Regions from separate parts of the Zea mays genome. Here region 2 is linked to region 1. A link is a contact called in public Hi-C data. All regions are on one chromosome and are shown on one strand. Each heading gives the region's core, a stretch centred on a gene start, on an enhancer-like site or on the middle of the called end of the contact. The rest is flanking DNA. Distances are from core to core; before and after follow the strand shown. Region 1 holds the start of LOC100193621. Region 2 holds the start of LOC103652628.

What was found. A called contact is a pair of places that touch in the nucleus more often than the background predicts.
Region 2: a Hi-C map of endosperm shows a contact between it and region 1, with 2.1 times the contacts expected there. The contact joins the promoter of LOC103652628 here to the promoter of LOC100193621 in region 1. A contact is called at or near these places in 5 of 25 Hi-C or Micro-C datasets (ear, endosperm, leaf and 1 more).

What each region holds. Positions count from the first base shown.
Region 1 is chr3:231,576,806-231,580,622 of Zm-B73-REFERENCE-NAM-5.0, reverse strand. LOC100193621 reads left to right here and starts at 1,518. Exons shown (of 10, transcript NM_001358849.1): 1 at 1,518-1,828; 2 at 2,031-2,111; 3 at 2,761-2,810; 4 at 3,607-3,684; 5 at 3,774-3,817. The coding sequence starts at 1,745.
Region 2 is chr3:231,787,881-231,791,752 of Zm-B73-REFERENCE-NAM-5.0, reverse strand. LOC103652628 reads left to right here and starts at 1,756. Exons shown (of 3, transcript XM_020550599.3): 1 at 1,756-2,296; 2 at 3,245-3,872. The coding sequence starts at 2,091.

The sequences.
Region 1 (3,817 bases), core at 269-2,768:
ATAGGGCAAAGGATAAATGATACTGACAGAGTCGTAGCGGAAGCCTTGCCTTTGCCGAAAACTCCATTTTCCTTTCAATCTAAGACTAATCATAGAGATACTCATGGAAGCATATTAGTCTTAGCTTTTGGCAAAAGAAGAATAATAAATATGCATTTATACCAAATGAAAGAGATATGATCAAGGTATATCAATAAGCAATGTGTGCAATGTTTCAATCAAAGTTTCGAGAATCTTAGATGTTTAGCTCATTTCTAAGCTTGCTAAAAGTCTTTTCATCTAGGGGCTTGGTAAATATATCGACTAATTGGTTGTGGGTGCTAACATAAGCAATTTTGATATCCCTTTTGTTGGTGATCTCTCAAAAAATGATACCGGATGTCTATGTGCTTAGTGTGGCTGTGTTCAACGGGATTATCCGCCATGCAGATTGCACTCTTATTATCACATAGGAGAGGAACTTTGCTCAACTTATAGCCATAGTCCCTAAGAGTTTATCTCATCTAGAGTAATTGTGCACAACAGTGTCGTGCAGTAATATACTTGGCTTCGCGATGGATAGAGCTACTGAGTTTTATTTCTTTGAAGCCCAAGACACCCGGGTTAGCTTCTAGAGCATAGTCCAATGCTCCCTAGTGATGGTCTCACGCTCTTCAAATCATTCTCTTGCTTGTTTTCTTTGTGATCTTTTTGTTTGATTTAATTCTATATTATCTTTTATACACTTACATGTTGTCTTAGATCTTTAATGTCTTTTTAAGATGTTGAACTTTCAAAACTTTTTTGTCTTTATCTAAGTCCACGGTGTATTGTTTGAACTATAACTAAATACTCTAGTAAAGAATATTATTCTAAATAATTATATAGATCATTAAATACTAAAATTTTATTTTTAATATGTCTCAGTAGTTTCATATGATTCGGTGGGTGCTACTTGTCAGATAGTCGAAGACCCTACTCCTACTCCTTTATCCAAAACTTGTACGTGAGGGCTCGTGCTGTTCTCACGTGTCACCTTTTTGGTGTCACCTTTTCCAAAGAGGACACAAATCGGGGCAAATCGGACACTGGACAGCTCAGTACCGTGCACTTTGGATGATTGCACTTTGGTTTTGGCTCAAATTTAGAACAGTAAAAGCGTAAATCTAGACATATTTGTCATCCTAAAACCAGAGCTGTCAGATTCAGCTGCCAAGGAACCGTACATATAGTCATATAAAACATTATTTTACATGTAGACTACTTTATTGTTTATATTTTTATAGAATAGATTTTAAACTAGAAGATTAATAGTCAGGTCCCCAGTCCCCTTTTGAATTTGGTACTTTTTCTATGTTTTTCAGTAAAAATATATTGATTCATATAAACTTCTTATATGATTCCTCTGTATTATTTAATGGGCTTCAGGCTGTTGTGAGTTGGAATTGGAACACAGGCTGATCTATTCTTTGTTGGCTCTGGTACGAATCAGAGACAATTACCACGGCAGGCGTCCCCACGCCACGGCTGAGTACGGAGAAAGAATCCCTCTAGACTTCTCTGCAACCTGCGCGAGGCCGAAAGAGCAGCAACGGTGCGGAGGCAGGGAAGCAAAGCAATCCCCCACCTATATACGCGCCCCGCCCAGTAGGAGAGTAGGAGCTGCAAGGAGTCCGGTCTCCGAAAACCGACAAGACGATAGCAAATCGAAGGAGGACACGGCTGCTGGTGGCCGCATTCGGTCGGGGGAGGAGCACGAGGAGCCATGGCCTGCCTGCACGACCACAGCTGCGAGGATCACAACTGCGCCGCCGACTGGTCGCTCTACAACCACATCGACGTCCCCAAGGTCCTGTAATCCCCCCACTCCCTCTCACCAGTTGCCAGATTGATCCGCTGCCCCACCTCCCTCCTTATTGTGCCTTTGTTTTCGACGGCTTCGTAAGGTTCTGTTGGTACCCCGCGGCGCATCGGATTGTGCGACAGTATACAGTACAATAGGCGGTGAACAAGGATTTAGGGCGGCGGCTGACACGATCTCGTGCGCGCAGGTGGTGGCTCTCAACGAATCGGTGCCCGGGAGCGTCAAGTCCGTCTTCAAGCCCTGGGAGCAGCGCCTTGACACCTCGGGGGTATGTACCAATGCCTCCTCATGTCCACGTTGCCTTAGTTTATTTTTTAATGGAAGCTAGGGTTCACCGGCTCAGTTAGGAGATGCAGAATGTGTACATCTAGTTCAGTAACCACTAAGACCAGTTGTCCTTTTCTTATTATATTAGGACTTAGGAGTAATAAATTTCTAATGACCTTTTTTCTTCCTTTGTCGAGAATGCATCTGTTGTTATCTAAAATCTCCAAAACGAAGGCATATCTCGTGAATTATCGTCGTCTGTGAAATATGGCACATGTTTAAGTATTATATAGATTAGCTCCTTCATGATTGCTTGATGCTCTAGCATGCTTGATTGACAGCATGGTATGAAGTGAAGGTAGGAACATGGGCTTGGTTTAACTGCTGTGGGAGTGGTGGACTAAGCTGTAGAGGAAGGAGGAAGGAAAGGAGTGTGGTATCACATAGGAAAATTAAGTAACTAAACAGTGCTAAATAGTAAAGTGGGTCTGGAGAGCTGCGTGTCTTCAAAACAGTTCAGAAAAATTGTTATACAAGCAAGTTTCCGTTTTGTATTTATATAATTAGTGATTTTTTAGCTCAGATCCTGTTCTTTAAGTTCCTCATCATTGGTAAAATCTGCATTCTCATGAGCATTTTTGCTGCACCAGGGTTTTCTGGAGAGTAATGAGGGTGACCCTGAGCTACTTATTTTCATCCCGTAAGTAGCTGAAGTCACTTGCTCGTTTAATGTATATTCATGTGCTCCCCCAATTGTTACTTGTTTTCCTTTATTTTATTTTGAAAGATTAATTCTAATTTGCTTCATGACTTATAGTTGAAGTATAGCAACGTGATGAAGTGTTCTTTAACTAATTTCCTCAAACATAAGATTGCCTGAGGTATTCAGTTTATGAACTATGTGGTGTTTCAGGAGAAGTATATTTATTATATGGAATAGTTCATCGTTTTTTTCCTTTTTGTATTGTGATTGTTCTCAACAGACAACAGTTCACTCCAGGGCAGTGCTCGAACAGGTTGTAGTTATTGATATTTATTCTTCTTTCTCCTTTATTTTAGTCTTTTGGTGATTTGGTACTCAGCATTAACACTAGTAAAGTAATACTTCTTTCAGAGGTTTAAAACCCACATACCCAGAAATAATTCGTTGAAATGATGTCTGCAGAACATATGCCATGCCCTTTTTGCACATCCTTCCATCAATTTTGTGAAATATCCTAATTCCTAAGGAAATGAGAATGCTTCTTTTTAGTGTGTATCCGGCACTATGTTGAGTTGATATTGCATGCCCTTGCAGAAGTTACTTCTTCAGTCTGTACGTATACTTGCATTGAATTCATGACCTCCATGAATTTCTGTATGTTGATATTTCACTTTTGGTGGAATATTATCTTTATTTGGTTTCAGAGCTAAGAAATACCTTCCCCTATTTTTGTCTATAGTTCTCATCCAAAAAATGTTAAATATGTGTAATCCTGTCTTCCTGTTGGTTGTAGGTTCACATCAGATGTTAAGATCAAGAGCATTTCTGTTGTTGGTGGTGCTGATGGAACAAGCCCGTCAAGAATGAGAGCGTTAGTTTTAGAGATATAGCTTTTATTTTCCTTGTCCTTCTCTTTCTCATGGCATGATATTTATGAAAAATTACCTTGACATAATCCAGGTTTATCAATAGAGAAGGTATTGACTTTTCTGATGCTCAAAACA
Region 2 (3,872 bases), core at 507-3,006, 210 kb before region 1:
ACGGCGGTCACTTCGGCTCTGCCGGGGGGCGCGCGTCAGGATAAAGGTGTCAGGCCACCTTTGCGTTAAATGCTCCTGCGACTCGGTCGGTTGGTGCGGCGATTTAGTCAGGGTTGCTTCTTAGCGAAGGCAAGGCCTCGGGCGAGCCGGAGATGTGTCCGCCATTGGAGGGGGCCTCGGGCGAGACGGAAATCCCTCGGGGTCGGCTGCCCTTGTCCGAGGCTAGGCTCGGGCGAGGCATGATCGAGTCGCTCGTATGGACTGATCCCTGACTTAATCGCACCCATCAGGCCTTTGCAGCTTTATGCTGATGGGGGTTACCAGCTGAGAATTAGGAGTCTTGAGGGTACCCCTAATTATGGTCCCCGACAAAATCTGACTTAAATCTTCCCTGCTAACTTTTACTCTAATTGTGACGAAGGAAGATTTTGGACAATAAAGATGCATACCCTTTCAAAAAAGTCATTTTTAGCCGGAGCATAACCTAGAGAGTAGACAAAGAAAAGGGAAAGAGTTAACCGTATAGAAACTGCTGACAAAGTGAAAGCGAAAAGATCGTTGGAAAGATGCTAGCAATTTGTACCGAGCATTCACACGACAGAGTTTTAAAATGAACATATTAAGAAAAAACGAACATAATTCAGTTTGCATATATAAAAATAACATGTTGATGTAATTCAAAATGCATAAAAATACAAATGAAACCTCGATTAGAAAAATGAGATTGAACTTCGAGCCCGACCTCATGTTTAAGATCAACAAATCTTTTAGCGTACACTCGGCTCAAGTCCCAAACGTGAAATCAAGCATACCCGACGCAAAAAAAGGAGAGAGAATGTCCTAGTAGCCCTAGAGGGCTGGTCTGTGTGCCCCCACCCCGCTCACGGCCGTCTCTGCGGGCGTTACTAGGCACGACGACTGTCGCGACCCAAGTATCGCACGCATTGAGGAGGGGCATCCTCGGTCGGTGAGCGAGGCGGGGGTTGTCTCGACGGGCGGTACCAGGCACGACGACTATCGTGGCCGGGGCATCACACGCATGGCGCGAGCGGCGACAGCGGGGGATGGCGGGTGTTGCGGACCGAGCATCACGGGGTCAGTGACGGGGGCGGAGCGGGGGCATGTGGGCGGGGTCATGGGGCGGGGTTGCGGGCGAGGGGAGGACACCACCAATGTTGTTGTGGCGGCGGGGGCGAGGACGGGGCTGTGGGCGCGGGGAGGGGGCACACAGGCGGGGGGGGGGGGGGATGGAAGTGTGGTCGCCTACGTTAGACTCTTAATTAGTAGTATAGATTTTATAAAATTAGGAGATATGTTTTCCTTCTAGAGAGAGGAGGGCTTGGATTTTGAACGCAGTAGATGAACAAGGTCACGTAGACTTTTCCGTCGTGACTTAGGGCTCGTTTGGTAGAGCTCCGCTTCATGATTATCTAGCTCTGAGAGCCGATTTTCTAATAGAGTGATTACAAGTGATTCTCTAGCAGAAGTGAATCTATTCGATGAAAACCGTTTGACAAATAGACCGTGAAGTGATTCTTGAGAGGTTAGAGAGTGGGGAGCAGGGTGGGTGCGATGGGAAGTAATTTTTTAGCTATGATTTTATAATACAAAATAGAGACTAGGTTCACTCTACTCTCACCATAGAATAATTCAGACTTTACCGTTTGGGTCTGCGAGAGTTATTCTCATTAGAAGCGGAGCCTCTACCAAACACCCCCTGCCCTTACAGTCACTGAAAATGGGTCATCTCGAAGCCCATTAGCTCAATCGCGAGCACCCAAAACGGCCCAATGCACGCCTCTAACTCCCACTCCCGTCTTCCTCCTTCCCCGGACTCTGCCCCCTCCGCTCCTTCCACCTCTTCGGTTCTCCCCACCTGCACACCGAGAACCACCGCAGCACCGCTTCCACGAGGCAGCCGTCGCCGCCCGGGCTGGCAGAGCCATCTCGTACAAGCGTTCTCTGGGGTTCTAAGGCCCCTCCTGATCTCTTGGACAAGCAAAGGAGGTCTCTTGACTTGATTAGTGGGGTGAGGAGCGAAACGGGAGGCGATGGTGGTGGAGAGATAGGGGTTGCAGACATACAGAGTGATGGGGAGCTGCGCGGGAGAGGAGTGGCCCGGCGGCGTGACGGGGCCGGACGCCGAGGTCGGAGCGCTCGTCTGGGTGCGCCGCCGCAACGGATCCTGGTGGCCGGGCCGGATCCTCGGCATGGACGAGCTTCCCGAGAACACCGTCATCCCGCCGCGCTCTGCCGGCACGCCTATCAAGCTCCTTGGCCGCTCCGACGGCAGCATGTCCGTCCAAACCCTCGCCCTACCAATAACCCAACTCCCCCTATTGCCCTCTGTAATCACTCTGTTATGCTCCTTGTTCATGCGTTGATTCCGCTGGCTCCCGATGATCTGTTGCTACTACTGTTTGTACTTGGTCTAATGGTCATTGGATCACTCATGTTGTGTTCACTTTCAAGTCGGGCAAATAATAATTTTTTGGGTGGGACTTTTGGTTTAAGTACAATGGGAACTTCGAAAGGGAGGGTACTGTGTATGTTGGATTGATCTTAGGGCCTCCACGAAGTGTATAGCTACCTCAAACAAATTATTATTTCTGAAATGTATTTTTATGGATGTTTGCATACATATCTAGATAGGGGTGCTTACGGCTTACCATTATGCCTTAGCTCTAGATGTTGTTCTTGTTACCCATGGTGGCAGCATCAACTGAACGCATCTCTCACCCCCCTGTTGCTGAACCCAGAGAGTGGTATTAGGTAACTTAAGTATCCGTTAGGTGACAAGGATAAGGTTACCTTTCTATGTATGTCTTGGGCGGCAAAAAAAATCCATGCATTTCTTGAAATTAATACATATACATTAAAATTGTGTGCACAGTGATTGATATATTTTCTTGGTTTATATTTAGTCTATGAACATACTCTTCAAATCTTTGTGTATTTTAAACATTGTTCTGATATTAAGAAAATATTACCCTATATGAAGTTGGTTTTGAATTTTTTATTCATTCTGGTGAGCTGATGTTTCGAAGTTGTATACATGTTTTAGGCTTCAATATTTACTTTTAACTTCCCAAACAACTGCATAAATTAATGTTTATCACTCTTCCATTGCATCCTCAAATGTTTTCTGTTTGTAGCACTGAACATCATCAGTTTACTAAAGTATTGACCTGCACTCTAAAGTTTGAAATATCTATCTTACTTGCTATGTTGGACTTTGCCACAGTGACTGGTATAATCTTGAGAAATCTAAACGTGTGAAGTCATTTCGGTGTGGAGAATATGATGAATGTATAGAAAAAGCCAAGGCTCTAGCTCGCCAGCAAAAGAGGACACATGCTGAAGGGAGATATGTTCGCAGAGAGGATGCCATTTTGCATGCCCTTGAAATTGAAAGGTCCCATTTTTCAAATAACTGTGATGATTTTGAAGAGGAGACCGGCAATGATTTGTGTGCATCCCAGAATATGTGTTCTGCAAAATCTATAAATATAAATGGGCTCAGCAAAAAATCTCGTGGTGCAAGGAGTTTGTATGATACAGAAGAAAATTCAGCTCAAGAGTCATGTCAAACATTGACACTTTATAAAAAGCCACAAAATTTATCCTCTTCGAGCACTAGGTATGCATCGTCAAAAAGGAAGAAGCGGAAGGGACATAAAAATCATGAGGATGATACAGTTCAAGGATTCCAGCGTATGAGAGATCTTAGGGAGATTGGAACAAACAATGTTCCCAAGCAGAAGTCTGGTGCAGGAATTGTTTCAGATGTACCTCTTCTTGAAAGTGGACCAAGCTTTGACTATGATTTGTCCAGTGCCAATGGGATAAAAAAGGGTAAGCAGTCTCAGACA